Regions from separate parts of the Mus musculus genome. Here all the other regions are linked to region 1. The links are chromatin contacts, called in public HiChIP or PLAC-seq maps. All regions are on one chromosome and are shown on one strand. Each heading gives the region's core, a stretch centred on a gene start, on an enhancer-like site or on the middle of the called end of the contact. The rest is flanking DNA. Distances are from core to core; before and after follow the strand shown.

What was found. HiChIP or PLAC-seq counts read pairs in DNA pulled down with a chosen protein or histone mark.
Region 2: an H3K4me3 HiChIP or PLAC-seq map of pro-B cells shows a contact between it and region 1, with 5 times the contacts expected there. The contact joins the enhancer-like site here to the promoter of Zdhhc14 in region 1. A contact is called at or near these places in 13 of 39 promoter capture datasets (the 3T3-L1 cell line, the C10 cell line, the HPC-7 cell line and 7 more), 1 of 15 datasets of contacts at CTCF or cohesin (large pre-B cells), 4 of 484 Hi-C or Micro-C datasets (CD4 T cells, the G1E-ER4 cell line, embryonic fibroblasts and 1 more), 11 of 115 datasets of contacts at active chromatin or transcription factors (the 230-238 cell line, astrocytes, bone marrow-derived macrophages and 7 more) and 1 of 9 other capture datasets (pancreatic islet).
Region 3: an H3K4me3 HiChIP or PLAC-seq map of stem cell-derived neural progenitor cells shows a contact between it and region 1, with 15 read pairs. The contact joins the enhancer-like site here to the promoter of Zdhhc14 in region 1. A contact is called at or near these places in 4 of 39 promoter capture datasets (the C10 cell line, cranial neural crest, embryonic stem cells and 1 more), 1 of 484 Hi-C or Micro-C datasets (embryonic stem cells), 2 of 115 datasets of contacts at active chromatin or transcription factors (embryonic stem cells and stem cell-derived neural progenitor cells) and 2 of 9 other capture datasets (adipose tissue and embryonic stem cells).
Region 4: a contact with region 1 is called in an H3K4me3 HiChIP or PLAC-seq map of pro-B cells, with 4 times the contacts expected there. The contact joins the promoter of Synj2 here to the promoter of Zdhhc14 in region 1. A contact is called at or near these places in 9 of 39 promoter capture datasets (the 3T3-L1 cell line, the C10 cell line, the HPC-7 cell line and 6 more), 2 of 484 Hi-C or Micro-C datasets (embryonic stem cells and pre-B cells) and 5 of 115 datasets of contacts at active chromatin or transcription factors (embryonic hindbrain, embryonic midbrain, forebrain and 2 more).
Region 5: a contact with region 1 is called in an H3K4me3 HiChIP or PLAC-seq map of the 230-238 cell line, with 22 read pairs. The contact joins the promoter of 3300005D01Rik here to the promoter of Zdhhc14 in region 1. A contact is called at or near these places in 2 of 484 Hi-C or Micro-C datasets (CD4 T cells and forebrain) and 10 of 115 datasets of contacts at active chromatin or transcription factors (the 230-238 cell line, CD8 T cells, effector CD8 T cells and 7 more).

Annotation. Positions count from the first base shown.
Region 1 is chr17:5,488,877-5,494,881 of GRCm38.p6, forward strand. It overlaps Zdhhc14 (zinc finger, DHHC domain containing 14), which reads left to right and starts at 3,724. Exons shown (of 9, transcript NM_146073.3): 1 at 3,724-4,815. The coding sequence starts at 4,571. It overlaps Gm52310 (zinc finger X-linked protein ZXDB-like), which reads right to left and starts at 4,350. Exons shown (of 2, transcript XM_030250193.1): 1 at 4,099-4,350; 2 at 1-3,876. The coding sequence starts at 4,350. The coding sequence ends at 3,073.
Region 2 is chr17:5,890,300-5,895,886 of GRCm38.p6, forward strand. It overlaps Snx9 (sorting nexin 9), which reads left to right. Exons shown (of 18, transcript NM_025664.6): 4 at 1,475-1,600. Among named protein-coding and RNA genes, the nearest start is that of Gm46599, 35 kb to the right of the region's middle. Within about 2 kb of position 3,457, at least 101 of the 459 cell types and tissues checked have an H3K27ac peak or open chromatin away from gene starts, as enhancers often do. A contact at or near this core is called in the 230-238 cell line, the G1E-ER4 cell line, the HPC-7 cell line and 5 more, where this site is marked.
Region 3 is chr17:5,967,752-5,973,245 of GRCm38.p6, forward strand. All of the region lies in intron 1 of Synj2 (synaptojanin 2), which reads left to right. It overlaps Gm52312 (a long non-coding RNA gene), which reads right to left. Exons shown (of 3, transcript XR_003952387.1): 3 at 508-742. Among named protein-coding and RNA genes, the nearest start is that of Gm52312, 6.8 kb to the right of the region's middle. Within about 2 kb of position 1,775, at least 46 of the 459 cell types and tissues checked have an H3K27ac peak or open chromatin away from gene starts, as enhancers often do. A contact at or near this core is called in stem cell-derived neural progenitor cells, where this site is marked.
Region 4 is chr17:5,938,346-5,943,853 of GRCm38.p6, forward strand. Synj2 (synaptojanin 2) reads left to right here and starts at 2,935. Exons shown (of 27, transcript NM_001113353.2): 1 at 2,935-3,232. The coding sequence starts at 3,106. It also overlaps the pseudogene Gm8376.
Region 5 is chr17:5,794,469-5,800,220 of GRCm38.p6, forward strand. It overlaps 3300005D01Rik (RIKEN cDNA 3300005D01 gene), which reads left to right and starts at 4,189. Exons shown (of 3, transcript NR_045081.1): 1 at 4,189-4,292.

The DNA of each region.
Region 1 (6,005 bases), core at 2,474-4,973:
ACATGGAAGCAATATTTTTGTGTGAAAGGACAAAAAATTGCTTGAAAAAAATCATAAGAGATTTTCACATTAAACCCCCCTGCTTTACTTCATTTTTGGTTTGTGGCACGCTGCGTGCGTTACTTTAAACATTTTGCATTTTGAGGCTAAAATGTTTCCAGGCGCGCTGAGCAGCCACAGGAACATGAGCAGAGTCTCTGGGTTGGGAAGGATGACGGCGTCTGATTTTCTGCAGTATTTCTACTTGGAATGAAGTGTCTTGAGGTCATTCCAAAGTTCTCTAGTTCTCTAGAGTTCTCTTAAGACTCTGCTCCTTTGATCTTATGCACCTGACCACCCTAAGGGCATACCATGCTGGCCCTGAGAGGTGCACCCAGGAACTCACAAAGCATCCGGGAACTTGAATGTGTTGCCTTGCACAGTGGTTAGGCTCACCCTCCATGCCAGCTGCCTTAAGGTGTTCTCCGAACTAACAAGGAGGCTTCTAGAATGGTTTGAGCTGCTCAGATGAAAGAAACAAACCTCCAGTTTTATTTATAAAGCAACCCCCTTTGCCAGTGGGTCCACCAAGTCAGCCACGATCTGAGAAAGACCACTGGCATCAAAGATAGCACTAACAATGCAAGAAAGGTAGATGTTGGTGTGAAGTGCCACAGATGGTAACAGCTTGGTGGATTTACTTGAGGTGGATGATAAAACTCTTCAGTTAACAGAAGAGCAGAACCGGCTCTTACCTGCTGAGGCATCTCTCCACCCCACCCCACTAGATACAGTTTTACAACAAATGCTTTGTTTCTTTTTGTATGGGGTTGTCAAATATAAAGATAAGCACACATGATGGTTAAGAGATGACCCCTGGGTTGGTGAGATGGCTCAGCGGGTAAGAGAACTGACTGCTCTTCCAAAGGTCCTGAGTTCAAATCCCAGCAACTACATGGTGGCTCACAACCATCCGCAATGAGATCTGATGCCCTCTTCTGGTGTGTTCCAAGACAGCTACAGTGTACTTACGTATAACAATAAATAAATCTTAATAAAAAAAAAAGAGATGACCCCTTACATACTTTGGTGGATAGACTAATCCTAACATCCACACCCACAAATGGTCCCTTCACCTTGCAGCGTATGATTTGCTTTCTGGCTAAATAGAACATGTACATTTTTGACTCTAATGTATAGAGCCTGCTTGCTGGAAGGCTTTTCTTGTTGGCTTAATGAATTCTGGGAAATGCCAAGGTGCTAATGAACTACTGGTGACCTCTAGGAGCTGCAGAGAGTTTCCAGTGGCCAACTGACAAGAAGCTGGATGCTGTCTTACAAATGCATTAAAATGAATTCACTAGTGACCCGGATGAGTGTGGAAATGAATTCTTCTGCAGGTCATGAGAACACAGCCTAGCCTACACCTTGATGGTATGGGCAAAGGTCTCAAAAGACTTGGATACCTGAACCACAAAGGCTGTGAGGTACACCTGTTGTGTTTAAACCCTCCGGTTTGTGATAATCTGCAACAGTGGATAATTAAACACAATTACATCACATAATGGTAACACTTTCCAAGAGTTCCCAGAGTTGTTCCTTCTGTCTCCTTGTGTGTGGGAGGAGGATGGGCTGGAGAGTGGAAAAGCACAATCTAGAAGTTCTATCATTTCACTTGCAAATGCTTTTAGTACACATTTCTAGAGGATAAGGACTTTTCAATTGTGCCAGATGCCAGAAAAATCCAGTTTAGTTGAGAATAAGAATGGGCAAGTACTTTACCACGGAGCTGCACTCCCAATGCCAAGAGAGGGTGCTTTCTAAAGCCACCTAGACAATAGAGTTAACATGTGCTTTTGACAAAATAAAGTCTTGATCGTGTCAGCTAAAGGGTGGAAAAGCATAAAAGCTTTTACTTCAAATGCTAGAGCTGGTTGTGGTTGTTGTTGTTGTTTTTTTTTTAGAGCACACTTACCAAGCACTTAGTTGTCTCTGTAATGCGCTTGTCTGTCATGCAGTATCTCAAGTAATTCAAGATCAATTTCAATTGTCCACTTAAGACCCTTAGCTGGACTTGGTGGAACATATCTGAAATCCCAGCAGGCAAAAGGCAGAGAATCAGGAACTGGACACTACTACAGTAGCCTCAGCTACAGTAGTGTGAACTTATTTTTAAAAATGCACCCATCCACTTAGCAAACAAAGAAAAAGCCCCATCCAGCCCCTAAGAATCACACTTGCTTTTAACTTCTTGTAATTCCCTGTCCCATCTAATTACCATTTCTATCGCCCCCATTTCCTAGCTGGTTACATCCTTTTTCTCTTTTGGCTAGCCAAGCTTATCTATCTTTGACACTGAGCACTGAGGCGTGCTCTGTAAGGGAAAGACAGAGCTCTGGGTTCAGTGCCATTTCTATCACTGGGCAGCTCTGTAGTGTTGGGCAAGCAGTTCTTTGAGCTTGGTACAATAGTGCATCGCAGGGTTGTGGTGAGGATTACACAGAACGCAGGCAGTGTGCAAATATCCACCCGGCACAGAGAAAGCATCTTTTCCAAAGCTGTCTTTGTGGCTCTCCAAACGCTGAGTACTACAAAGCCCAGTACCTTGCTTCCCCGCCTTCGTCGCAGGGGTTGCAGGGACTTGTAGTTTTAGATCCTCAAGTCACGTTTCCTCCCTGAGTTGGACAGCGAGAGAAGGAACTACACATCCCAGCGGGCTCTGAAAAGAAAGTAGGGCTCAGAAAACCGAGCGCCCGTGCCGGGTGTCCTTTTGCGCTGGGTTACCCTAGTGCAAACGCCAGTTAGCGCTTCTACCGGGCCCCGAAGCCCAGGGGCGCAGCAGCGCTTAGGCTGCTGGGGCTCTCTGGCGCCGGCCTTGCGCCCGTTTGTATACCCAACTGTCAAACTGGGATGTAAAGAAAGGCGCACTCCAAGCATTCGCTAGATGTGCGGTCCCTTTATTGTGCGTGGGCTCCACAGAGGCAAGTAGACAGAAGTAAAATGAGCGAATTGTGAGCACCAGGGGGAAAAAGTAGAGAATGAAAGATGGGGAAGACAGCGACCTTTGCAAACAAAGCCTGCCACTGGGGGTTTTTAATCCAAAAGAGGGGGCAGATCGGTCGCTGCTGGAGCTGACACAGACCGCTCTGCTGTCCCCTGCCCTTCGAGGTCCCGAAGTCTGGCCTGTTTCAGGGGGCTGCTCATCACCCTGTCATCAAGGCACTCCACCCCCATCCTCTCGGCATCGGTAGAGTTTCCCTGGCGTCTCAGCCACGCGTGGCGCTGGGGAGGAAGAGGATGAGCCGAGGGCAGGCCAGGAAAGGTCACTTCTTTGCGTGGCGGGTACTCAGGTCCCCCGTAGTAGCAAGAACGGTTTTTCGACTGGTCATGAGAATGCGAGTGTCCAGAGGTGGCAGCTGAGACCGGGAATAATCCGGTGGAGAACCCCGTAGAGGAACTAAGTCCGCGGGGAGCGCATGGCGCCTCAGCACCGAGGGCAACGACCTGATTTCTCCTAGGGTGAAGGATGTCACCCGGGAGCCAGGAGCCTTCCTCCGGGCGCGCCAGGCCCGCACAGTCCCCGAGCCTTGCGCTCTGGCCCGGGGATACTGGGGCAGGGACCCAAGGGAGCGGGTGCCCAGGCTTCACTGGCAAGGAGGAGGAGCAGGAGGAGGAGCCCGGCTGTGAGGCGCGGGCGTCACCGCCCACCCGGCGGCGAGGAGGCGGACCTGCTCGGAGCGCCGCGCGCGCCGGGGCTGAGCCTTGCAAACAAGTGTCTCTGGCAGTGTCCCCGCGGCCCTCCGGCGGCCCTCGTCGCGCTAGGGTTGTCTTCTCCGGACAGAAGGAACCGAGGAAGCCCCGGGAGCCGCCACCGCTACCGCCGCCACCACCCTCGGCCTTAGCCCCGCGTTAGGGGCCGCGGACTCAGCTCGGCTGCTCGGCTCGTGGATGCGGGGTCGCAGCGCGGGCAGCGCCCCGGCTCCTACAGAGCAGCTCCTGACAGAAGAACGCGCGTGGCTGTCCCCACCCCTGGGAGGGGTTGCCGGTGTCGCGAGCTGCCGCTCAGTTTGCAGCTCTCTCTCCTGGGAGAATCCGTCACCGGGAAAGAGTAGAAACCACCTGGTCGAGGCGCAGAAGTGGCTCCGGAGGGAGCCGGCGTAAGGTCTGCTGCCTCGTGTCCGCTAAGGGCGCGGCGATCCGGGATCCGCCGGCCGGAGCCCAAGCGCAGCCGGGAGCTTGCGGGTGGCGAAGCCAGGCGCACCGCCTTCTGGGTGTCTGCTGAGCGGTTCCCCGCGTCCCGCGGGGTCCTGCAGCCCCGACCCCCCGGCTGGAAGCCACGGAGAACCGCTGCCGAGGACTGCGGACCAACATCGTCCCTCCCGAAAGCGGATTCTGCTATGACAGCTGGGCTCTCCAAGGGGTTAACCTGGGTGTCCTCCGTAAAGTTGTCGCCGAGCCGGGAGCCCGTTTAGGGGTCGCAGCGCCGCGGCTCGGGGGGCGGCCGAGTGGCCGGCGGCGGCCGTGGCTCGGCGGAACCCGCGCGGCCGGGGGGCTTCTGGGGGTGTGCGCCCCCAGCCGGCTGCCCTCGTGGATGCCTCCCGGCGGCGGCGGGCCCATGAAAGACTGCGAGTACAGTCAGATCAGCACCCACAGCTCCTCTCCCATGGAGTCGCCCCACAAGAAGAAGAAAATCGCGGCCCGGAGGAAATGGGAGGTGTTCCCAGGAAGAAACAAGTTCTTTTGCAACGGGAGGATCATGATGGCCCGGCAGACCGGCGTCTTCTACCTGACTCTCATTCTCATCCTGGTCACTAGTGGACTCTTCTTCGCCTTCGAGTAAGTGGCGGCTTCCAGATGCCGTGCTCCCCCACTCCTCCTGCCCCTACTTTGGCGACTTTCGTTTTCTGGTGTATATTGTTATATAATGTCAGCCTGCTTTCCCTTTATGGGACTTTTCAGCCCCCTGGAATAATGCCTTCTTGGGGCTGAATCCTGGGAGTAAGGAAAAGGAGAGAGGGGCGCTTGTAAGGTGTGCCAGGTCACTGGCTCCAGAGCATTGGCTAGAACCAAGCAGGTGGACTCTGAGTTTGGAACTAGCACACCAGCCCAGGTGCAGCCTTCTGGGGTGGAGTGGAGAATTCTAAGAGAGAGACTTGACTTAGTCCTTATCCCCGCCCCTGTGACCTCCCATCTCACCCCTGCTAAGGAAGTTCGAGGCATCTTTTTAAACCGAGTTGGCTGAATCTTAGTTATTTTAGGTTGAAAGTGTTGATTACCTACAGTGTCCTGCATGGGTTATTTCCTGTTTCATTTCCTTGTACCCCTGATTAACAGTCTTACCAAGGGTGGAGTGTACCTTCTTTCAAAGAAGTTTCCCCAGGAAATATCCACAGTTGATCATTTGGGAATATTTCGGAGAGAGATGTAAGGCCTGGAGAGGAAAACCAGACACCACGTGGCTCCTTCTGATTCCAGAAACAACCCTTTGGGGCTCTATCCTGGGGGCTGCGGGGGTGGGGGACGACCACTACATGGAAGTCTTTAGGAAAATCAAATAGATCATAGCAACAATCCTTCTGCCTGCTGAAGACAGGTCCTCCTTACTAGTAGCCCATAGGTAGAGTTTAGCCACAATCCAGATCAAATGCTCAGATTGAGTTCAGCCATCTGCAGCTTCTCCCCCCCCCCAATTCTGTGCCCAACAAAAATTAAAGTCTCTATTCAAACTTTTCAAAAGGAGTACGTTTATGGGCAGAATCTCTTTGAGCTGCCCATATTCCATCTGTTAACGGCATTGTATGTGTTTTCAGTCCTTGAGGCAGCGTCTGGCTAGGGTTATCTAAAACCTACTATGTTTGTTCAGTTTTGTCTTTAACAAGTACTGGGCTCTGATTTTGACACCCACACCCCTCTCCGATTTTCTTCTTGACCCTCTTACAGACCGTACCCCTCCGTTTTTGACTCTGGATTGCTCCGGTGTCTCATAAGTTACCCTTTGTGGGTGTTTGAGACTAAATTGGTGGCAT
Region 2 (5,587 bases), core at 2,207-4,706, 400 kb after region 1:
AATACATTGAAGTAGAAATAAGGAAAGAGCTTACCTATGAGCCTAAGCTACAGAGGGTTTAGATTCGCTTCCTTCCAGGGGCAGCTGCCGCCCGCCCGCCTCCGGCTTGGAGGTGGATTGATGTGCAGACTTTCAGTGGATTCTTTAAAAGGCCAGGCTTCACGCTTCCTTCTGCTGCTTTCGTAGACAGGAGGATGTCTTCAATGGGACACCCCAAAGTCCTGCGGGTGACCTTGCCTGATACACAGCCACTCAGCAGCAAAACTCCCTTCAGAGCCTGCTGCCTGGCGCCCCCTGCTGGTTGCCTGTAGGTCTCAAGCCTGAGCATTTGCCTCTCTTGGGTGACAGACACTGAGTTACCTCTGGAAGGCCTCTGGCGGGAAGCTTCCCTGGGCCTTATCAGCAAAGCAGGAGGAGTCTGTCTGTGTTCTCTGGTCCTCCGTTAAAATCGAGCCGTGAGGAGTCTTAAACATCCTGGGAAGTCAGTAGAGCTTTTTCCTCTTCCAGAAGTGTGTGTCCACACACACACACACACACACACACACACACACACACACACACACACACACCCATACACGTCTACATACACATAGCTGTGTCTGCACAGTGCCAAGAGTCCATAGACCCCTGAGCACAGTTTGAAAGTCTGAGGTTCAGATCCTGTGCTGGTTCTGTGCACTGCATATCTGAGATCCTAAAATGGCCACAGCCAAGAGAAATCTTAAGGATTTAGGTTGACCCTGGTAGTCTTTCTATTTATACAAGCATTTGTTTCTAAAGAGGTATCGTTTCAGCTTCTTAGATTTGTTTAATCTTTCAAGACTGAGTTCACTTTACTAGAAATGGACAGACCCAGCAGGCTAACGTTAGAATATGGTTGAACCATCAGAACCATTCACCAACAGGATATGATGGACGTCCGTGAACTAAGATAAGCCATGTTCTGAACTATAAAACACACAATGTGTTTAAAAGAAGAGGGCCAGGCATGTAGCTCAGTGCCACACTGTTTGCCCTGGGTTTAATTCCCAGCACAACTACCCAACAGAGAGGGGAGGGGGAGAGACAGGGAGAATGTGTGAAGGTAGGTTGATCAGTCAGGGGTGTGTGCTCGCGTCCATGTGTGTCTGTAGGTAGGTAGATTAACCAGTCACAGAGTGCTTCTCAGAGTATACTGAAATTTAACTCCAAATAAGTAAGAGAAGGATTGCTGGAAAATACCAAAATACTTGGAAATTAAGCAATCTAAATTACATATAAGTCAAAGAAAAAAATATCAAGAAAAAAATTGAGAGTGTTTAACATAAATATAAATGAAAACTATTGAAATTGTAGAGTGCAGCAAAAACAGCCTTGAGAGGGAGACCTGCAGCCCTGAAGCTTCGGCCCCTCCCCAGGGTAGATTGTGTGTCACCTACTCAAGCTCTCACTGAGATGGAATTGTGAGGGAATAACAGCTCTTTCCAATCCTCAGATTTTACCAAACGATGGAAAAGATCCGTTTTCTTGTGGGAATTCAGTAGCCGACCAAGCTTTCCTCGATTCCCTGACAGCTAGCACAGCTCAAACCAACTCATCTTCTGCCAACAGCAATAACCAGGTAGGCCTCACCTCCTGCCGGGGCTGGCTGGCTTTCCTGAGAGCTAGGCTTGAGGGGAGCCAGGTGGTACAGCATCGCTGTGGGTGCTGCCTGAAAGTAGCTGTGAGGGGCGTGTGCGGTGGCTGGGGGGTTAGGGGTGTTGTGTGGGGGTGTGTGCAGTGTGAGGGTGTGTACAGTGGTTGGGGGGATGGGGTGTGGCGTGGGGGTGTGTGCAGTGTGAGGGTGTGTACAGTGGTTGAGGGGTTAAGGGTGTGGTGTGGGTGTGTACAGTGGTTGGGGGATTGGGGTGTGGCATGGGGCTATGCATTGTGAGGGTGTGTATAGTGGTTGGGGGCTAGGAGTGTGGCATGAGGGGGTGTGGCATGAGGGGGTGTGGCGCTCCTGCTGGGTATTAACAGACCTCACCTGAAACATCCACTAAAGACTGTTTGCAAAACCAATAATACAATGAAAGATGGTGTGTTGAGATTTGCTTTTGAGAATATCAGGATATGGGTATGGACCCCTCCCTAAAAGGTTAAATATTCTCCAGAATGAGGGCCTGCGGAGAAGGAAGGAAGCAGACACTGAGGTGGCCAGTTTCTGCTTGGCTAGACTTTGTCATGGGTCCTCCTGTTACAGCAAGTGTCACCACCCCCCAACCCCCGCCCATCGCCCATAGAAACAGTCAGATAGAAGTAGCACAGCCAGGCACTTAAACTCTTTGTCAGTGATGTTGGCTCTAAGTAGGCCTAGCGTGAGCCCCTGTTTTAGAGAATGTACAGATTTTAAACATGGCTTGGTAGCACACGCCTTAATCCCAGGCTCTCTGTGAGTCCAGGCCAGCCTGGACTACATAGTTAGACTCTGTTTCAAAAAATGAAACCAAATAAGAGAGAGAATGTCCACATTGTGTATTTTATATTTCTACCAGAGACCCTTCTGTAGACTTGAGATTAAGCTCTGTAAATAAGAGAATAGGAAAATGTACAGGCTCTGTCATGTTTTGAGTTGAAATGGTTAGGTTTTCACATGAGAGGGCCTTGTGTCCTCTGGCCCTTTTGAGAGAAACAGTTAAATCTCCATCAATTATTCTGGTCACAGTGCCCCTCCCAGGGGGACAGTGACAACATATTGCTTGGTTCTCGATCACTTTCTAGTCCAGCTACTAAATGTTTACCCAATGCCTGATACTTTCTTATTCATGTGGATGAGTTGAAGAGAAGAAATATTCTACCTTCTAAACAGCCTTCCTGTTGTGAGCAGGAAACGCTAACTTTCCACTCGTTTTGGAGTCTTGCAGTTATCTAGTCCTGCACTCTGCCCTCATGGCCTCTTTCCTTCCCAGCAGGAACCTGTCTGTCAGGTTGCAGCTGTCTGCTCAGTCCCAGGAGAGGCCAAAGGGCAACAGGAGCAGTGGGGACTGGGGAGCGGCTCCACGTGCTGCGTACAGAGGTGGAGCCTTGTACGCACAGCAAGCCTGTTCTCCTAGATAGTAATAAAGCTGTGGCTAGCCTGTGGCTAGGGAGGTTTCCTGGTGGACTTACCAAACTAGTAATCTGTATTAATGGGGCTGGCCTTTGAGTGTTTTCTGAATGGAAACAGTAGACCGCACTTTAAAGTTTCCTTTGTTTGCTAGTTAGCTAAAGTGCCAAGCAGAAAGCCACCTTGGTGAGATTCTCACTAATTCTCAGCCATGGTCCACTTATGGGGTCTGACCCAGCTCAGACAGATACAGAAAGTCATGGAAGTCAAAGCCCTTCTTCTCCTAAAGTTGTGTCTGTGTATGAGAGACAGTACCCTAAACATGTCTGCTCCCCTAGAACTCAGGGAGGAGTCAGGTTTGTTTCAGCATGTCTCCCAGCAGGCGTCCGTACTGTGGGCGCATGCATGGTAATCAGGTGCAGGAGCTGCTTCCTGGTCCAGGTGCTCTAACCATGTAGCTAGGGAGCAGAATACGACCAAACAGAAATGCTATAACTAGGCTGAGAGATGGCTCAGCGGGTAAGAGCACTGACTGCTGTTCCAGAGGTCATGAGTTCAATTCCTAGCAACCACATGGTGGCGCACAACCATCTGTAATGAAATCTGATGCCCCCTTCTGGTGTGTCTGAAGACAGCTACAGTGTACTCACATAAAATAAATGAATAAATGAAAAAAAAAAACTATAAACTGAGAACTCCTCACTGTGTAGCCAGTAGTTGCCTTTATAGAAGGCCATGCAGTCAGCTCAGTCCCTCTGTGTTACATCTTAGTCCCTGCGTGAACATGAGAAGTACAGGCTGCATCGTAGATGCAGTTCAATGTTTCATGTTACATCACATCAAAATACACAGTATCTGGTCAGTCCCCTGTTCATACCAATGATACCTGGGTTGGCTGGACGATAGTCTCCCTCCATTGTGTGGTATTTTCTCCTGTCCAGAAGCAATCCACAAACAAATGGGACTCTCACTGAGAGTGGAAACTGTGCACTGTTCTGACAGCTTGCTGTTGTTGCTGTCATGCCTGAATCACTGTTAGTTTGCCTGCTGTGCCTGCTGGCCTTCAGTCCTCTTGGTATCATCCCCAGAGCTAGCTAGCTACCCTCGTCCAGTTTTTAGAGTGCAGGATAAATGCAGAATTCTTTCTCTTTAATTGCTGCTTTTCAAACTAAGTTGTTTTATAGCTGCTTCAAATGTATCTTACAGGTTTTCTTCTTTCTGGTCACAGTGCCCCTTTCTCCATCTGCATAGTTTCCATGCCTATGGTCTCGCACTGGCTCCACCTAGGCCCTGGAGTTTCCTTTGTGTGTATTGTCTCCTGTTGGGAGATCATTCCGGTTGTCTCCTCTCCATCCACAAAGAGGAGTGCTCCCTTGTTCTGATTGGGTCAGCCTCAGTTGGCTGAGTTTTCCCTTTGCTATGGTCACAGTTCCCTGCTGTTTCATTGCTTGTAGTTTCCTTATTGGATGCCAGACTTTGTCATTTTACCTTGCTGAGTACTTTGCACCCTCGTTAATATTTTGAACCATGTGATAGAGAAGTTATTTTTAAATGTCCATTTCTTTTCCGTTTTAAGCTTTTCTGAGTGTGAACAGAGGAATATTTCACTAAGGGTACTTTTGCCCTGCTACTGAATGAAGTCTTGCTAGCGCACTGTGCAGTGTGAGGCTTTCTGCTGTGGAAGATTGCGCTCTGAGTTTCCTCTCGTGATCCTTTCTCTGACTTGAAGAGATTGCTCAGACGGTGACATTATTAGGTGTCAACTTTAGACCTCCTGTTCCTCTGCAGACCTTGAGCACTTCCTGGGTACAGCTCTCACTCACACTCACTACCCTCCCCATGCCCAGACTACACCTCTACAAGTCACAGCCCACCAGGCTCTGCCAGGTCTCTCCTGACAGGGATCAGGGTGTTTGTAGATCTCCCCTTCCAGTAACTTACGACCACTGTCCGTCTGCCCCGTGATGTTAAAACAGTCCGCATGTCTTGTCATTTTTCAGCTTGGGTAAGAAGGTGAACTGGGACTCATTAGTCTTCCGTGATTATCTTTTCTGTGCCTTGACTGACAAGTTTCCTTTCGTTTGCATCTCTGAACTGAGAATGGGGTCGTTCATAGCACAAGAGTTGACCCTCACACCACAGAAGTTTTACTAGTTTTCATTCCACGCTGAGCTGTGTGGGCTCAGGACTCGGGCTCCAGAGTTGTCAGGAATTGAGTCACCACGTTCCAGCAGAGCCCACGTCGGAGGACCCGCACTTTTGTCTCTCAGTTCCCAGTGCCTGGCCTCTTCTTTCCCTCACTTGTGGCTGTGTGTGTGTCCTGGTTGGACTCTTACACAGACGGTGCTTTTGAAAGGAAAGGTTTAAAATTCTAACATTTGGACATCTTGGCTGTGTGTTTGCCTGGGTTTGCCTCGCTAGCTATGGCATGCATGGGGTCTGCCCCACTCCAGTGCAGCTTGCAGGTAGTGTTAGTGCTTCAGTCGTGGTACCAAGCACAGGAAGAACGCAACATGCTCGCTC
Region 3 (5,494 bases), core at 525-3,024, 480 kb after region 1:
AAGAAAACAAAGAGGTGCAGTGACTCTCAAGTCCATGAGCCTCACATTTAAACAGAGGGTAAGAGGTTTGTATAACTATGCAGTCCTGGTCAAGGTGTGGTCCCACTGTCTTAGTCAGGGTTTCTATTCCTGCACAAACATCATGACCAAGATGCAAGTTGGGGAGGAAAGGGCTTATTCAGCTTATACTTCCACATTGCTGTTCATCACCCAAGGAGGTCATGACTGGAATTCAAGCAGGTCAGGATACAGGAACTGATGCAGAGGTCGTGGAGGGATGTTCCTTACTGGCTTGCTTCCCCTGGCTTGCTCAGCTTGCTTTCTTATAGAACCCAAGATTACCCGCTCAGGGATGGCACCACCCACAATGCTTGCTCAGCTTGCTTTCTTATAGAACCCAAGACTACCAGCCCAGGGATGGCACCACCCACAATGGGCCCTTCCCCCCCACCCCCTTGATCACTAATTGAGAAAATGCCTTACAGCTGGATCTCATGGAGACATTTTCTCAACTGAAGCTCCTTTCTCTGTGATAACTCCAGCTTGTGTCAAGTTGACACAAAACCAGCCAGGACAAGTGCATTTCCAAGCCATCATAAATGGTGTCCTGCCTGTCCTGTCAGTTTTCAAAACTGTGAGATAATTTCTTCCTGAGAGGTAAATTCCTCCTCTGGCTGACACAGGCTTTCTCCTTCCCCTCCTTCCACAGCTTGAGATTCCTGATGTCTTAGAGTTTCTGTTGCTGTGAAGAGACATCATACTACAAGCAATAAATAAATAAAGAAAGGAAACCATTTAATTGAATTGGGGCTGGCTTGCAGTTCAAAAGTTTAGTCTATCATCATCATGGCGGGAAGCATGGCGGCACACAGGCAGACACGGTGCTGGAGAGGGAGCAGAGAGAGTTCTACATCTTGATCGGCCGGCAGCAGGCTAAGACTGTGAGCCACTAAGCCTGGCTTGAGACCTACCTTAAAGCTCACCTCCAGGGACACACTTCCTCCAACAAAGCCACACCTCCTCCACCAAGGCCACACCTCCTAACAGTGCCACTCCCTATGGGGCTGTTTTCTTTCAAACCATCACACCTGGGGACATTCCAATTCCTCGGGGAGCATGACTTCAGTAGTGTGGCAGCAGAAGGGAAGGGCACATTTCTCTCCAGGATACCTTCACTCTTGCTAAACCATGTGATGCCACTTTGCCTGACTGCCAGGGTTGAGTCAGGTGATATAAAGGGTGCTGTGCCTATGGTTTCCTAGGCTGAGACCCTAATTTTACAAATACCTTACTTGCTGCAAGAAGACCCCCCCAAATGCCAGCAGAGTCTACTTAGCTGTAGGATCCGTGATTGTCTTGTCAGGGGGACCTACAATTTCCTTATATACAACTAAGGCTATTTTGCTCAATCCCTAAAAATAAATGCCCAGTCAAGAGATTAATTCATTGAGCTGATTCTTAACCTTTGTGAGATCAAAGGTTTCTTTGTGAGACCTCCTTGAGAGTCTGTTGAAAACTGTGGCTCCTACTCATAAATATTTACGTACAATTTACATACAATTTCAGCTATTGTATAGCTTCCCACAGCTATCCCTTGAAGTCACTGTGGCTGCCAGGGATATCCCCTGCCAGCCCAGGCTGGGAGCCATGATGGTAATAAATGCCACACAGAAGCTGAGTGGCTGTTTTTCCACCAGGACCCTCCTGGGCTTTGCCAAGCTCTGGCACCAGGCTCAAAGGCTCTTCATTGTTTGCACAGTGCACACGCACAGATCGGCCCAGCTCTCTGAGTGTGTTGTAGCTCTGAGGTCAGTGAGTCTCTTTTGAGGTCACTGATGCACAGGGCAGAGTCACTGGCACATTTTAATCAGCCATTGCACATCTTCCCAGCAAATGTCTTCTTGTCTGATACTGAGAGCAAGGGGCCTTATGAAGACCACTGTAGGTACACTTTGTAGGCGATTTCACATTGTTATTTTACACCTATTTTTATATTTTTATGTATTTCTTATGTGTATGGGTGTTTTGTGTGTGTGTGTGTATGTGTGTGCCACATGCAAGGAAGGTAGAAGAGCCATTGGGTCCTCTCGCACAAGAGTTACAGGCAGTTGTAAGGTGCCATGTGGGTGCAGGGAATAGGACCCATGTCCTTGGGAAGAGCAGCAGTGTTCTTAACTGCCGAGCCATGTATCCAGCTTATGTAGTCATTAACTTTGTGTATCTGTAGCGGGGGTTCCACGTGGAAGCCAGAGGACAGCCTGTAGACAGCTTCTCTTCCTCTACCATGTAGTTCACAGGGCTTGAACTCACATCGTCAGGTTAGGTGGCAAGTGCCTTTAACCACCGAGTCATCTGGCTGACCCTTGATTTCATACAAGGACCACTTCATATGTCATGGCCCTTGGGGGACTGGAGACTGACTGTAGCCATCCTGGTGTCCTACAGGGAACAACCACAGATAATAAACTGGATATGAGGGAGGGAAAATAAAGGGACACAGAAGTCCTGACTGGGAACTTCAGCGTATCTGAGAAACCTCCAAAGACATGGTGTTAATTATTTAGCAGACACCGCCAATAAGGATGTTAAAGCAGCAGGACTGTACTTACTAGGCCCAGCCTATCTGTAGCTTTGAGTTGTGTTCTTGTGGGGAACCTGAAGGGGAAATCACCAAGAGGCCTGAATAAGTCAAGGTAGACGGCGCCTTTCCTTACCACAAGCAGGGCTATCCTAGGCAAAGCAGCTACAGCCTCCAATTTGTTTGAGTTTTAAAAGCAAAACCCACAATGTGACGTGTGTAGAAAGGCAGCTGGGGACATCTGCAACAGGCAAGTGTTTATAGAAGGGGAGAGATAGCAGTTAGTTGGACAGGCAGTTCTTATAAACTTGAGGTCAGGGACACACTGTATAGGAATTTATGGCTGGTCCAGACACCAGTTTACTTTAGGCATTTATGGCTACATGACCAGTTTGACTGGGGTAGCTTTAGCACTTCAAGTATTCTTAGGAATACTTTCACGAGCTAGCACAGCTGTAGTTCAGGAGCAGGCTACTCTCCTCCCTGAATCTAAATAATACACTATGTTACAATTTAATTTACAAAAGAGAATTCCTTGTAAAGAAGTTTTATTACGTTATTTTGTACATGTGTATACATATATACATGACTCTGCATGTGTGTACGTGTGTGTGTGTGTGTGTGTGTGTGTGTGTGTGTGTGTGTGTGAGATCAACCTCCTGGAATTGTTTTGCTCCTTCTACCATATGGGTACCAGGGATCAAACTCAGGTCGTTGGGCTTGGTGGTATGTGCTCCTAACTGCTGAGCTATCCCACATAAGCTAATTCTTTAAGGTGAGAAATTAGTAATCTGGCTTGTATTTTGATTCTTAATTTTTAAGCCTTACTTATAGTTTACACTTTGTGTAATCTTCAAACCTGGCTATAAATTACAATCCGACTTGTAATATGACTCACAAGCAACAGAAATCATGTATCACCCCCTTAAAAGATGGGGCTCAGAGCTGAACAAAGAATTCTCACCCGAGGAATACTGAAAGGCTGAGAAACACCTGAAAAAATGTTCAACATCCTTAATCATCAGAGAAATGCAAATCAAAACAACCCTGAGATTCCATCTCACACCAGTCAGAATGGCTAAGATCAAAAATTCAGGTGACAGCAGATGCTGGCGAGGATGTGGAGAAAGAGGAACACTCCTCCATTGTTGGTGGGATTGCAAGCTTGTACAACCACTCTGGAAATCAGTCTGGCGGTTCCTCAGAAAATTGGACATAGTACTACCGGAGGATCCCGCAATACCTCTCCTGGGCATATATCCAGAAGATGTCCCAACCGGTAAGAAGGACACATGCTCCACTATGTTCATAGCAGCCTTATTTATAATAGCCAGAAGCTGGAAAGAACCCAGATGTCCCTCAACAGAGGAATGGATACAAAAAATGTGGTACATTTACACAATGGAGTACTACTCAGCTATTAAAAAGAATGAATTTACGAAATTCCTAGGCAAATGGTTGGACCTGGAGGGCATCATACTGAGTGAGGTAACCCAATCACAAAAGAACTCAAATGAAATGTACTCACTGATAAGTGGATATTAACCCAGAAACTTAGTATAGCGAGAAATAAGGTACAATATGCAAAACATATGAATCTGAAGAAGAACGAAGACCAAAGTGTGGACACTTTGCTCATTCTTAGAATTGGAAACAATCACCCATGGAAGGAGTTACAGAGACAAAGTTTGGAGCTGAGACAAAAGGATGGTCCATCTAGAGACTGCCATATCCAGGGATCCATCCCATAATTAGCCTCCAAACGATGACACCATTGCATACACTAGCAAGCCTTTGTTGCAAGGACGGTGATATAGCTGTCCCTTGTGAGACTAGGCCGGGGCCTGGCAAACACAGAAGTGGATGTTCACAGTCAACTATTGGATGGATCACAGGGCCCCCAATGGAGGAGCTAGAGAAAGTATCCAAGGAGCTAAAGAGATCTGCAACCCTATCATTGAAACAACATTATGAACTAACCAGTACCCCAGAGCTCTTGACTCTAGCTGCATATGTATCAAAAGATGACCTAGTCGGCCATCACTGGAAAGAGAGGCCCATTGGTCAGGCAAACTTTATATGCCCCAGTACAGGAGAACGCCAGGGCCAAAAAATGGGAATGGGTGGGTAGGGGAGTTGGGGGGGAGGGGGTGGGGGACTTTTGGGATAGCATTGGAAATGTAATTGAAGAAAATACGTAATTAAAAAAAAAATCATGTATCTAGCCTTCATGAAGACACCAAAATGTAACTGTCCGTCCTAAGAAGCCCAGGCCTCTGTCTTGGTTGGGTGTCTTCTGTCTTCTCCCTGAGAAATCCTCTCTCTAATGCTGTATTAAGGCATGTGTTCTCCCTTAGCCTCACCTAATAAACTTTGCTTCAAACTTACCTCTCCTCAGGCTTAGTCAAGGAGCTGGCTTTGCCTGAGACGATGCCTCAGGGGAGATCTCGGGCTATTGGAAGTTCTGGACTGAGTCTCCCCACATCTGATACAGCTAAGGATATTATTGGTGTTTTAGCCATGTTGACAGCCAGCCTTCATTTTGAAGTGGCCCCCTGCCTCTATCCTGCCTGCAGAGATGCAGGGTCTGTCTCTGACCTCACTGACAGCTCCAGATGTATATCCCACCAACCACCAGCCCTGGAACCCCTTTGTCTTATCTGGTAGGGATCACAGACTCTGCCAAGGGAACCTGGTGGCTTCCCACTGCCTCTCAGGGCCGCTAGAGAAAGCACAGTGGGCAGGTGGCTCTGGGACTGGGAACAGGTCCTCTGTTTCTAACGCGTAAGGACATGGAGTCTCATGGATGGATGGATGCGTTCATTAGAGGAACAGTTGAGAGGGATAAAAAGTCCAGTCCGTTCTGGATCTTTTGAACTTGGCGTCAGGATGCGTCAACTAAAGCTAGGCTCAGAG
Region 4 (5,508 bases), core at 1,685-4,184, 450 kb after region 1:
GCCATACCATACAGCTCCTGCTAACATACATGGGGTAGACTCTGCCAAGATGTAGCTGCATCTGTGATGGCAGACACTAAAACTTACAGGAAAGTCTAGCTCAGTAGGACAGGAAAACACCCATCATTACTGGGCCTGGAGCCTTAGGCTGCCAGACATTTCCTTGATTAATGATTGATAGATGTAGGAAGAACCAGTCCACTATGGGTGATGCCATGCATGGGCATGTAGGTGATCCTAGGTGTATTTAAACAAGCCGAAAGTCCGGCATGGCGAAACATGCTTTTAATCCTGGCACTCAGGAGGCAGAGGCAGGCAGATCCCCGAGTTCAAGGCCAGCCTTGTCTACAGAGCTAATTCTGGGACATCCAAGAACTACACAGAGAAGCCCTACTTCCTTCGTTGCGAAGAAGGAGAAGAAGAAGAAGGAGGGGGGAGGGGGGAGGGGAGGAGGAGAGGAAAGGGAGAGGAGGGAGAGAGGAGGGGGAGCGGGGAGAGGAGGAGGAGGAGGAGGAGGAGGAGGAGGAGGAGGAGGAGGAGGAGGAGGAGGAGAAGGAGGAAGTTGAGTAAGCCATAGAGAGCAAGCCAGGAAGCAGCATTCCTCCATGGTTTCTGCCTGGAGATCCTGCCCTGACTTGCCTCAGTGAGGGGACGATGACTGTCAAATGAAATAAACTCTTTCTACCCAAGTTGCTTTTGTTTGCAGTATCTATTACAACACAATAGAAATCTAGAGGCAATGCCCAAATCCAAGTGAGACAAAGTTTCCTTAACAAAAACTATCAAGAAAGGCTTGGCACCAAGGCAGACAGAGCCTGGTAGAAGAGCTTCAGAAGTTTGAGGGCACCTACAGCCACCTCTCCATCGTCTCTGTGGCCAGCATGAGGAATAGCAGGCTGAAAGGCATCCGGAACGAACACCTGGAAGCACAACTCGGTGTTCTTTGGCAAAAACAAGATGGTGGTGGTGGCCTTGGGTCGAAGCCCATCTGACAAATACAGACAGCCTGCATCGGGTCAGCAAGAAGTTGAGAGGTGATGCTGGGCTCCCTCTTACCAACTACATGAAGGAAGAGGTGACTGGGTGCTTCACAAAGTTTATAGAAATGGATTTTGCTTGAGTTGGGAACAAAGCAACTCTAACTGTGAGCCTGGATTCAGGGCCCCTAAAGCTCCATGGAGCCAGGGCTGAGGCAGCTGGGGCTGCCCACTGCTCTCAAGAAAGGTGTGGTAACCACGGTATCTGACTATGAAGTATGGAAGCGGGGTGATGAGCTGACCCTAGAGCAGGCCCGTGTCCTGAAACTTTTGTGGGATATACAGTTGGGAAGATTCCAGCAGTTGGACCATGACCTGTTTGAGAGTGCACCAGAGACTAAGGGAGAGTGGGGGGCGGGGGGGGGGGGGGGAGGAAGAGGGAAGGGGAAGGAGGAGAAGGGGTGGAGGGGGAGGAGGGGAGAGGAGCTGACTCTAGGACTTGAGACTAAGGCTTTCTAACAAATTCTTCATCTCCACTGGACCACCCAGGGCTGCTGTCACCCCTCTGGATGGAGCCGCTGTTTATTTTGTTTGGATACAGAAAAGGGAAGGTGGTTGAGGGTGACTTTGTTTCTATAAAGAATAAAATTTTGCCTGTCTCTGCCTCCCTAGTGCTAGGATTAAAGGTGCCGGCCACCCTGCCCAGCCGAGTTTGCTACACTTAATGTTACACGACTTGCATGGGGTGGTGATCTCTCCACTGTATAAAGAAGCTGTGGAGAACCAACCTCCGAAAGCCATGCGCCACTCTTGGTCTTAGCACAGCAGAATGGGGCGGGCGGGCGGCAGAGGAACCCAGCTGTTAGGGTGGCCTGCTGGAAACTTGCGGGTGAGGACCTCTAGAGGCATCACACTAGGAAAGGATGCTCCAAACGCGCCCAAAGGTGCTTCCAGTTCGACCTGGCTGCGTTCTCCCTTGGCTAGCAGACCAATCCTGACCAACCCGACCCAAGGACCAAGAGGCCTTGCCTCGAGTTGCTTGAAGGTTGCAGATCACAGAATACTCATCAATGCTGAGCAAGAACAGGCACTGAGATCCTCAGGTGGGGGTTCCTCACCTGTCACTCTGATAGGCGAGGCCATGTGCATCTCAGCGAGGTCAAGGTCATGTGGTAAAGGGGATAGCAGGGAATAGATGTCTCATCTCTCGGACACAACGCAACACCAGTTTGGGTCGCACAGTGAATTAAAGTCTTCGGTAGAAGGCAGCATTTAAAGAGTGTGTCAGGCACACACACACACACACACACACACACACACACACACACACACCACTCACAAGAACATACTCAATCACCACGGTAGTTTCAGAGTGAAGGCCACTTTGCGTTTCTGCAGTTCCATTCAGGGAGACTGAGGCACAGAACCCAATGGCCCCATCCGGGGTCTCAGGCGTGGGGGTGGGGTGGGCGTGGGAAGAAGTGCTGCGCCGGACAAGCGGTGGCGGCAGGGGTGGGGTGGGGGGTTGCCAGCCCTGCTCAGCCCTCAGCCCCCAGCTACCCATATAAGGCCGCGGGAATCCGGGCAGGGTCCGGGCTCCTGAGGCTCTCCGCGGCTGCAGCCTCCTCCGCGGCGAGGAATGTGTGGAATCTCCTTCGCCCGCAGCCGCCCCCAGCAGGGAGGACCGTCCCGGAGTACTGAGCCCTGGCGAGCTCAAGCCCACCGGGCGCAGTCTGGGTTCCCGCTGTGGCTCGCAGGTGCCTGCCTCGCCGCTTGGGGGAGCGCGGTCGTCGTCGGAGAGGCTGGGCGGCAGCGCCACCTCACCTGCTCGGGGCAGTGCGGCGGGGCCCGGGCGGAGGAGGAGGAGGGAGGGAGGGAGGGGGAGGAGGGGGTGGAGGAGAAAGGAGGAGGAGGAGGAGGCTGTCGTGGTGTTAGGGGAGGAGGAGGAGGAGGAGGAGGAGGAGGAGGAGGAGGAGGAGGAGGAGGAGGAGGAGGAGGAGGAGGAGGAGGAGGAGGAGGAGGAGGAGGAGGAGCCGTGGGCACTGGAGCCCGGCACAAAGTGAAACTCCTGGTAGCCGCACACCCTCGGGCGGGACCTGGTCCCCGCTCTCCTCTGCTCCCCGCGCCCATGGCTCTAAGCAAAGGGCTGCGGCTGCTGGCGCGGCTGGACCCCACTGGCCCGAGCAGCGTGCTGTTGGAGGCGCGGGGCCGCGGCGACTGCCTGCTCTTCGAGGCCGGCGCAGTGGCCACGCTGGGTGAGTGCCGCGCTCCCCGTGCTCCCCACTTGGGCAGCAACGCCGGGGAGGGAGGGAGGGCGGGAATTAGTGAAGGCGAGCGACTTCGCGGAGACCTGAGAACTAGGGGCGCTCGGTTCCCCGACAGGGAGGACCCCGGCGGCTTGGGGATGGCCAGGGGCGCTTGTCCGCGGGAGTACTGGGTGCGGGGGACACCAGAGAGCTGGCACATTTGGCTGGACTAAGCGTCGCGCTCGCCTGAGGGCGGGGATGTCTCGGGGGCGCTCTTCCTGGGGCTTGGGTGGCAGGCGTCTGTTCTTGGAGAGCCAACTGGCTCTGATTTCCGCTCCTGGTGCTCAGTGCCGAAACCTAGCATGTTCTGGACACTCTGAGGAGGGTGCCCTGAGGAGGAGTCCACCTAGTGCTCCCATGCTTGTGCACCTGTTGAATACACCAAAGCAGCATTGCCTTGCCTGAAGGGATGACACGTAGGCACCAAAACAGACTTTGAGAAACGTCGATGGCACCCTTCATTTGTCTCCTATAAATACTCCATCAGAAGCAGGAGTAGAAGCAAATATACTCTCTAGTGACTTTATCTTTATGCTGGGTGTTAGGTGAGGGCAAGCCATTGTATTTCATTGATTGACTTCAGAAATTGTGAGATCAGCATTGTGCTAAGGACTTTAGAGACAAAATCTTACACAACCTTTGCAGTTTTAGCTCGTAATAAAGATAAACAAACTGGGGCCTAAAGAGGCTAAGACACTTGCTCCAGGCAACACAGACTTGTGTGTGGCTATTTTGGTGATGTCATGCGGTGCATGCCTTCCTGGTAAGTCCAACTTCCGGATCCCTAGTTTTGTAATTGACATTTGCAAGAAGATCTAGGTAGCATAAAGCCAGCAGTCAGATAGGATCAGTAAGATTTTAATGATGAGCCTTGAAGGGCAGGTTTAAGACAGTGGGTGTCCAGTTGTCCATCCTCCTGGTGTTCCTAGCTAAACAGGATCACTTATATTTTAGGAGGTAAGAAATGCAAAGCACTCATTTGTAAAGTGTTTTATGACTCCTTTTCTCAGGTTTGGATGTGTCAGCTCAAGCTACGACATCCACATATTTGTGCGTACATACACCATGTCTTAAAGGGGGTGCATCAATTTCTACTTCCTGGACCATGCCATTAATGTGTAATTTATCAAGCTGGGTGTGGTGGAATACAGCCCACGTTCTGGCTATGCAAGGCGGGAGGATCAATGGGAAGATGGATTAAGCCCCAGAGTTTCATACCAGATTGGACAACCTAACCAGACCTCAAAACATGCTGGCCAAATACAGACACAGAAAAGGGAAACAGCAAATATCTGGCTTGCTGTCAGTCACTTGATTAGGGAAGGAGGATTCTGTGTCAAAAGTAGACAGTCGTGGAATAATTATCACATTATTGCAGTTGGAGTTCTGTCCTGAAAAGTCCAAACTTGGTCATTTGTTGCAGCCTTGAAAGAAAACCATGGAAATTTCCACTCCATTTTAGTCATTTACTCCATAACACATTTCTCAGAACCCAAAGATTAAATTTCATGATACAAAGTTACTGTGACTTCAAAGAGGTTAGAATGCCTCTCAGCAATGCCAAGCCATATTTATACCCCAGTGAGAGTGGTTTTGAAGCCACTTGGAACAGGTGTCTCCCATCAGGCAGTTGAGTTTGGGCCACTATGTGTTTACATGGTAGCAATGATGCAGTACTTTGGATTACAGCAGAAGTTGTCATGAAAAGAACTGTCACGTTCTAACCCTCCTCTCCTGTTCTACACTTCTATCTCCCACCTAACTGTCTGCTTTCAGTAGACCACTGGATGGATTACTTGCAGTTTTGGGTTTGTTTTCCATGGTCAACAAAATGAAACTTTTTATTTCTTTTTTTTTTTTTTTAAAGAAATTGTAGCCCTTGCTGATAATGCTGAGAGAGGATTACAAGAGAGCCTTTGTTACTAGAAAGGAAAGTCATTGCTTTGTACTTTTAAAACATCCTAAATGCCTCATTGTTGGGTGGAATAACTCTGAACTTGAAATCGCCACCTCTTCCCAGCGCCAGATAGCCGAGTTACTTTCTTTTCCTTGACCTTTCTTTTTCCCCAAGAAATAAAGCTGGCCGGGGCCTAGCAAACACAGAAGTGGATGATCACAGTCAGTTATTGGATGGGTCACACGGCCCCTAATGGAGGAGCTAGAGAAATTACCCAAGGAGCTAAAGGGAACTGCAACCCTATAGGTGGAACAACAATATGAATTAA
Region 5 (5,752 bases), core at 2,939-5,438, 310 kb after region 1:
CACACACACACACACACACACACACACACACACACACAGTGGCCCAACCGCCGCTCTCCAGTTACAACTTCCAGGAAATTATTCCAGGAAGTGAAAGCATTTCCGGAAAGCAACACCTCAGGGAACAGAAGTGCTGCCCTGCACAGGAAGTTCTGTCAGGGAAGCAGTTCTCCAGAACAGATGACCCCAGCATCCCGAAGGAAGCTAGCTGCTAACTGTCTCGAACTCTGTGGCTGCTGCTCAGAAATAAAGGTCAAAAGAGTCACCTTACCTAATTGTGAACTGCAGAATCCAAATTAGAAGACTTTAAATTTGGCTAAACTAACTGTTTGAAAGGAAGATGTCTGAGCAGTGCAATTGTTATCCCTGGGGCTTCCCTGAGGCCCCTGAGAGGGTCTGCCCACTGCTCAGAAGGGTCAGTCAGAAGGGAGTCATGCCACAGGAAGTGACCCAGTGAGTTTCTTCTCACTGCTTAATGATGGGAAGGCTCCTGGAATCCAGGGCTTGCCCACACATCCATCAACTGCCTGACTTTAAGTAGCAAGTATGACAGTTCTTCAAATTTAGAATACAGGTGTAACTGCTGCTCTGTCTTGCTTTCATGAGAAGCAGAGGGCTTCAATCTGCCTAAAAGCCAGGCGCCACTGCCTCAGCCTCAATTTACCCAGCTCAGCTCTAGTTGTTATATTCAAAACGGCACCTGTATCCGTCCCAGGATTCTTGCTACCCTGAGAGAATCCTCCAAAACATTCAACATAAGCCATCTCTCCTGGCCAGTGATATAATATAGATATGAAGTTGACATGAACCCTAGCCTTGATCCCCAAGATGTGGATAAAGCCTACTGAGGGCTCCTAGAAAGGAACGGGGTGAGAAACCTTTAATACCAGGACTTGGGAGGCAGAGGCAGGTAGATCTATGAATATGAGGCCACTCTGGTCTACCAAGTGTGTTCCAGGACAACCAGAGCTAAACAGAGAGAGCCTATATTGAAAGAAGGAGAACAAGAAAAAAAAAAAAAAAAACAAGCTCAGTCTCTGGGTCACACCCACCAGATTTTTTTCCTGTGAAACTAGACTTTGTTTCAAGTGTGACCTTTGAGATGAGACATACCATCAGCTGACTGAGAAGACTGTCCTCGACAGTCACAAACGATAGCGGTGAATGCCTGGCTGCTAAGACAAGTTATGTTGTATTTTATAATCCTTGCTGGTATGATTGAAAGAGTCACCTTAGAAACCGTGTACCTCTGTCCTCCATAAATCACAGAGCTCCAGAGAAGCACGGTCACCTCACCCACTGCCTCTGCGCTGTCACATCAAGACAACAACTGTATCATTTGTGTGCATCCAATTCTTCCCATTTTCAGTGCTGAGTATACTTTTCCAAGGTTCTCAAGATATCTTGGTCCTTGAAAGAAGACCTTGAGGATTGGTGTCACATCCATGCCTTGATACCTCCTGAAAATGCATGCAAGGTACTAGATTCTCTAGCTAGCAAGCCAACATTCTTCTTCTGAAATTGAGCCGCAGACTGAGTTGAATCCCTAGGGGGCAACATAGTCAAGTACATCGGAAGGATCTACTTCTGGCCAGTAGAGGGCGAAAGTCACGCAGACAGAGTATTTCTTCTGCACTATAGGAAGTTGTGGTAATAAGCCCACAGTGACAAGGCTGTAAACCCTGAATGATAATCCAGCTAAATTTGGTGGTCATTCCCTTGGGACTCAGCATAACGTATGTTTGTTACATTGTCTCATATGTGGCCACATTAACTTTTAGATCAGAAACTAATTTACAAAAACACAAACACACACTAAAAACACTTGCAACGTATTATTTACAACTTACTGTTTCTCTCATAAAAATCAAGACAGTCAAAATAACAATTATAATAATGAACACTGCTGCAGAAATATTCCAGAAAAACGAAGTAGCTTAAATGCCTTAAAAGTATTGTTACTCATCGTCCTATGCTCTGCAGTCTCAGCCTCGACTCTCACCCCAGCCTCCCACTCACCCAAGAAGCAGCAACCTGGCAGAATAATGGGCCCAAGTCACACTGCATGAGAGAGGTGACACTCTTCTGATTCAGCTTCAGGATCCCCTCCCTCAGCTACTGCCTTCAGTCACCATCACACTTAATTAGCTACTCCCTAAAGACTCCACCCAGTCCTTGCTGCCAGAGAGACAAGTCGACAAAAGACACAGGCTTCTCATTGAAGAGCTCATTTTCCAAAGAAGCACAGAGACTAATAGAGAGATGGTTGTGTTCTGGTTTAGCGTGGCCAAGTCAGAGAAGAGTCACCCAGGGAGGAATGCGTTAGCTTCCCCAGGTGTGTTAACTTCCCATTGCTGGGACACAAAACCTGGCTCAACAGCCTAAAGGAGAGAACTTGGGTTTTGATGCTGTTGTTTTGCAGTGCTGGAGAATACACGGAGGTGTTCATGCTAAGGAGGTGCTCTACCGCTGACATAGACCCACCCCCAGCATCATTAGGAAGGTTTGCTTTGTCTTATAATTCCAGAGATCTCTGAAACTGATTAGCTAGTCCTGCTGCTCTGGGCTTTACAGTGGCACAGTGCATGGTAGAAGTCTGTCGTTTCCTTCACAGCAGCCAGGAAGGAGAGAGAGAGAGAGAGAGAGAGAGAGAGAGAGAGAGAGAGAGAGAGTAAAGGAGGCTGGGTTTCCAATATCACCTTCAAGGACACATACACAATGGCTCAGTCTCTTTCCTTAGAGTCCGTCAACTCTCAGGATGGAGAACAAGACTAAATGACATGAGCCCTTGGGTAGTGCTCCAGATCCAGGGCATGGCAGAAAGCCAACAAGCACTTGAGTGGCAGGCTGCCAGAGTAGCCGTCAAAGGCTTTCATGGCCCCATTTCTTTTCCTATCATGTGTTTCCAAAATGTCATAGTCCACACAGAGTACAAGTGGAGACAGGGGCCAGCTCTAGTTTGCTTGTATTGTTCTGATGAAGACCATGGCCAAAAACCACTCTGGAGGGGGGAAAAGGTCAACTGTAGTCTGTCTTACAGGTTAGAGTTCAGCGTGAAGGAAGTCACAGCAGGCGCTCAGGGCAGGAAGCTGGAGGCAGGAACTGAAACAGAAAGACCATGGCTTGCTTACATAGCTTGCTTTCCTATACAGCCAGGACCACCAGTGCAGGGTGGCAGCGTCCACAACCCACAATGGGCAGCCCTTCCCCAAACCCACCATTGACCATTAATCAAGAAAATGTCCCACAGACATGCCTACAGGACAATCAAATGAGGCATTTACACACACACACACACACACACACACACACAAACACACACACACACACACACACACACACTTAACCTCTATGCTGTCTTGGTTCCTACCTACACAGCTATCCTGGTAAAGTAGCCTCTGAACTAAGTTTTATAAAGGCCAATTTAGGCCAGGCATGGTGATGTATGCCTTTAATCCCAGCATTCAGGAGGCAGAGGTAGGCTTATTTTTATGAGTTTGAGGCCAGCCTGATCTACAAAGTGAGTTCTAGGACAGCCAGGGATACAGAGAAACCCTGTCTCAAACAAACAAACAACAAACAAACAAAACATCCAAATCAGTGAAGGAGTGAATGGTCTTGGCTGCATGGCGTGAAAGGATTCCAAGTCCACAGAACAGCACTAGCATTGGAGTTCTGAAACTGACAGGTCCCTGTGGCAAAAGCTCAGGTCTGAGGACGCTGGTGACAAGAATGCCTTTAAGAAACGGACAGGTGCTAGGTTACCTGCTGAGAAGCACAGATGTCATTTGGAAAGCTAAGAGGAAGTGGCAACATCAGAAATGTGGCTTCCGAACCTTCCTCCCAGCAGTGTGGAGGGAGGATGGATTCAAATTCCGCGGGTCTGAGGAATAGAGAGGGCACTTGGGGCTTCTGGTTGCTGAGCCAGGCTAGAAGCAGATGGACAAGGAAGGCATCAATGAGTGGCAGAGGTGCGATCCAGGGATGACTCAAAGATTCTGGCCTGTGTCACCAGGCAGAGGGTGACATCATTTACCCTCAGTGAGCTTCAGTGGTGAGTCTGCAGCTTATTAGTGCTGTGCTATCACCAATTAGGTGTTGAGCACTCAGGGGCTGCAGCCACTCAAGCATGGACAAGGAAGTGATAAAGAATGAGCCGGGAGGGGCCGCCATGCAGCAGGAAGCTGCACGTGGGTGACTGGAGTTCCTGATGAGGAAGTGATAAAGAGCGAGCGAGCTAGCAGGGGCCGCCATGCAGCAGCAAGCTGCACATGCACAACTGGAGTTCAAAGGTGAGATGGGCACTAGAAGTACGGATCCCGGACACGTGGATTTAGAGAAAGGAGAACAGAAAACCAGAAAAAATCCTGTCCGTGTCCTGAGAGACACCATCGGTAAGGGACTGATAGAGGAACAAAAGTTTGGAAGAGCTGTCAAAGACAAAACAAAATGGTAGAATTGTATAGTATTAAAAATCGGGTAGTGGGAGGGCAGTCCTGCTCCCTGAGAAGTCAAACAGAATAAGGACTGAAACTTAGCTGTCATATGTATCAAAAGAATGAGCAGTGGCACCACTGGCTGGCAGGACCCCTGAGATCCGTGAGTGAAATGCCGCTGAATTCTAGGAAAGATGGGGCCAAGCAACGAGCCCAGCTGCTGTGCTGAAAATGACCCAAATAGTCTCCAGAGGACCCGAATTGATGGTTCAGGAAGTCTGTAAGCTGGTTAATGACATAGCCATTATTACAAGTTAGATGACATAAATTTACAAAATGGATAAGTTATGCTAAAAAGAAGGGTAATAAACAAGCTAGTTATGTCACTTATTAAGTATGATTTCTTATTACTGATGCTGCCCAGGTCATTCACATACTTTCTAGCTGTGTATAGGGAATGCTATATAACCATGAGCTACTGGGCAGCTTCCTGACTCACTCGTTGATACGGGGAAGGCTCAAAAATGGCTTTGGTAAGAGTGTTCATTCCATGAGAATCAGCAAATGTACAGTCCAGAGTCCTTTCTTTCCAGACATCTGGCTCTCGGTGCCAGGATACCACTGAAATGGAGTCACAGGATGACACCGTCCCCACCCACTCCCACCCCAACCCTGTCCTCCCCATGGGACGTAGCCAACAATTCAAGTCTGGCCCACAGTAGTACTGGTCATAATCTGTCTGTCAACGCTGATCGTGGGTAGGTCGAGCAGAGATCGTTCGTTCTCTACTTGGCGTGCTGGTGTTGTGGCTCTAAAGAACTGCCTAGGTATGGGATCCAGCTTTGTGTCACAGAGGAAATGGATTCCAGCTTCCTGGCTTGACACTGAGGGCTGGACCCTAGGCCCAGAAGAAATCCAGAGCTGGATTAGAAGTCTAGCTGGTAGCTGGTCGCCTATACTGCACTTGGATGAGGGCGAAAGGCAGCAGGAGAGGCACTCAGTGCCCCATTCCCAGACGAGGAGGGCTTCTCTCAGCCCTCTCCTCGCTGTCTCTCAGCCTGGCCACACAAACCTATTGGAGGCTACAAGGTACGCAAATGGGGAGGCTGATGCCGACAGCCAAGCAGTGGAAAGTGAAGTTTGTTAAAGAAGGGGGAAGAGAGGGAGAGAGGAGGGAAGGTAGGGAGATGAGGAGGAGAAGAAGGAGGAGGAGGGGGAGGAGGAGGGAAGAGAAAGGGAAGAGCAAAAGAGGAGAGGAGAGGAGAGGAGAGGAGAGGAGAGGAGAGGAGAGGAGAGGAGAGGAGAGGAGAGGAGAG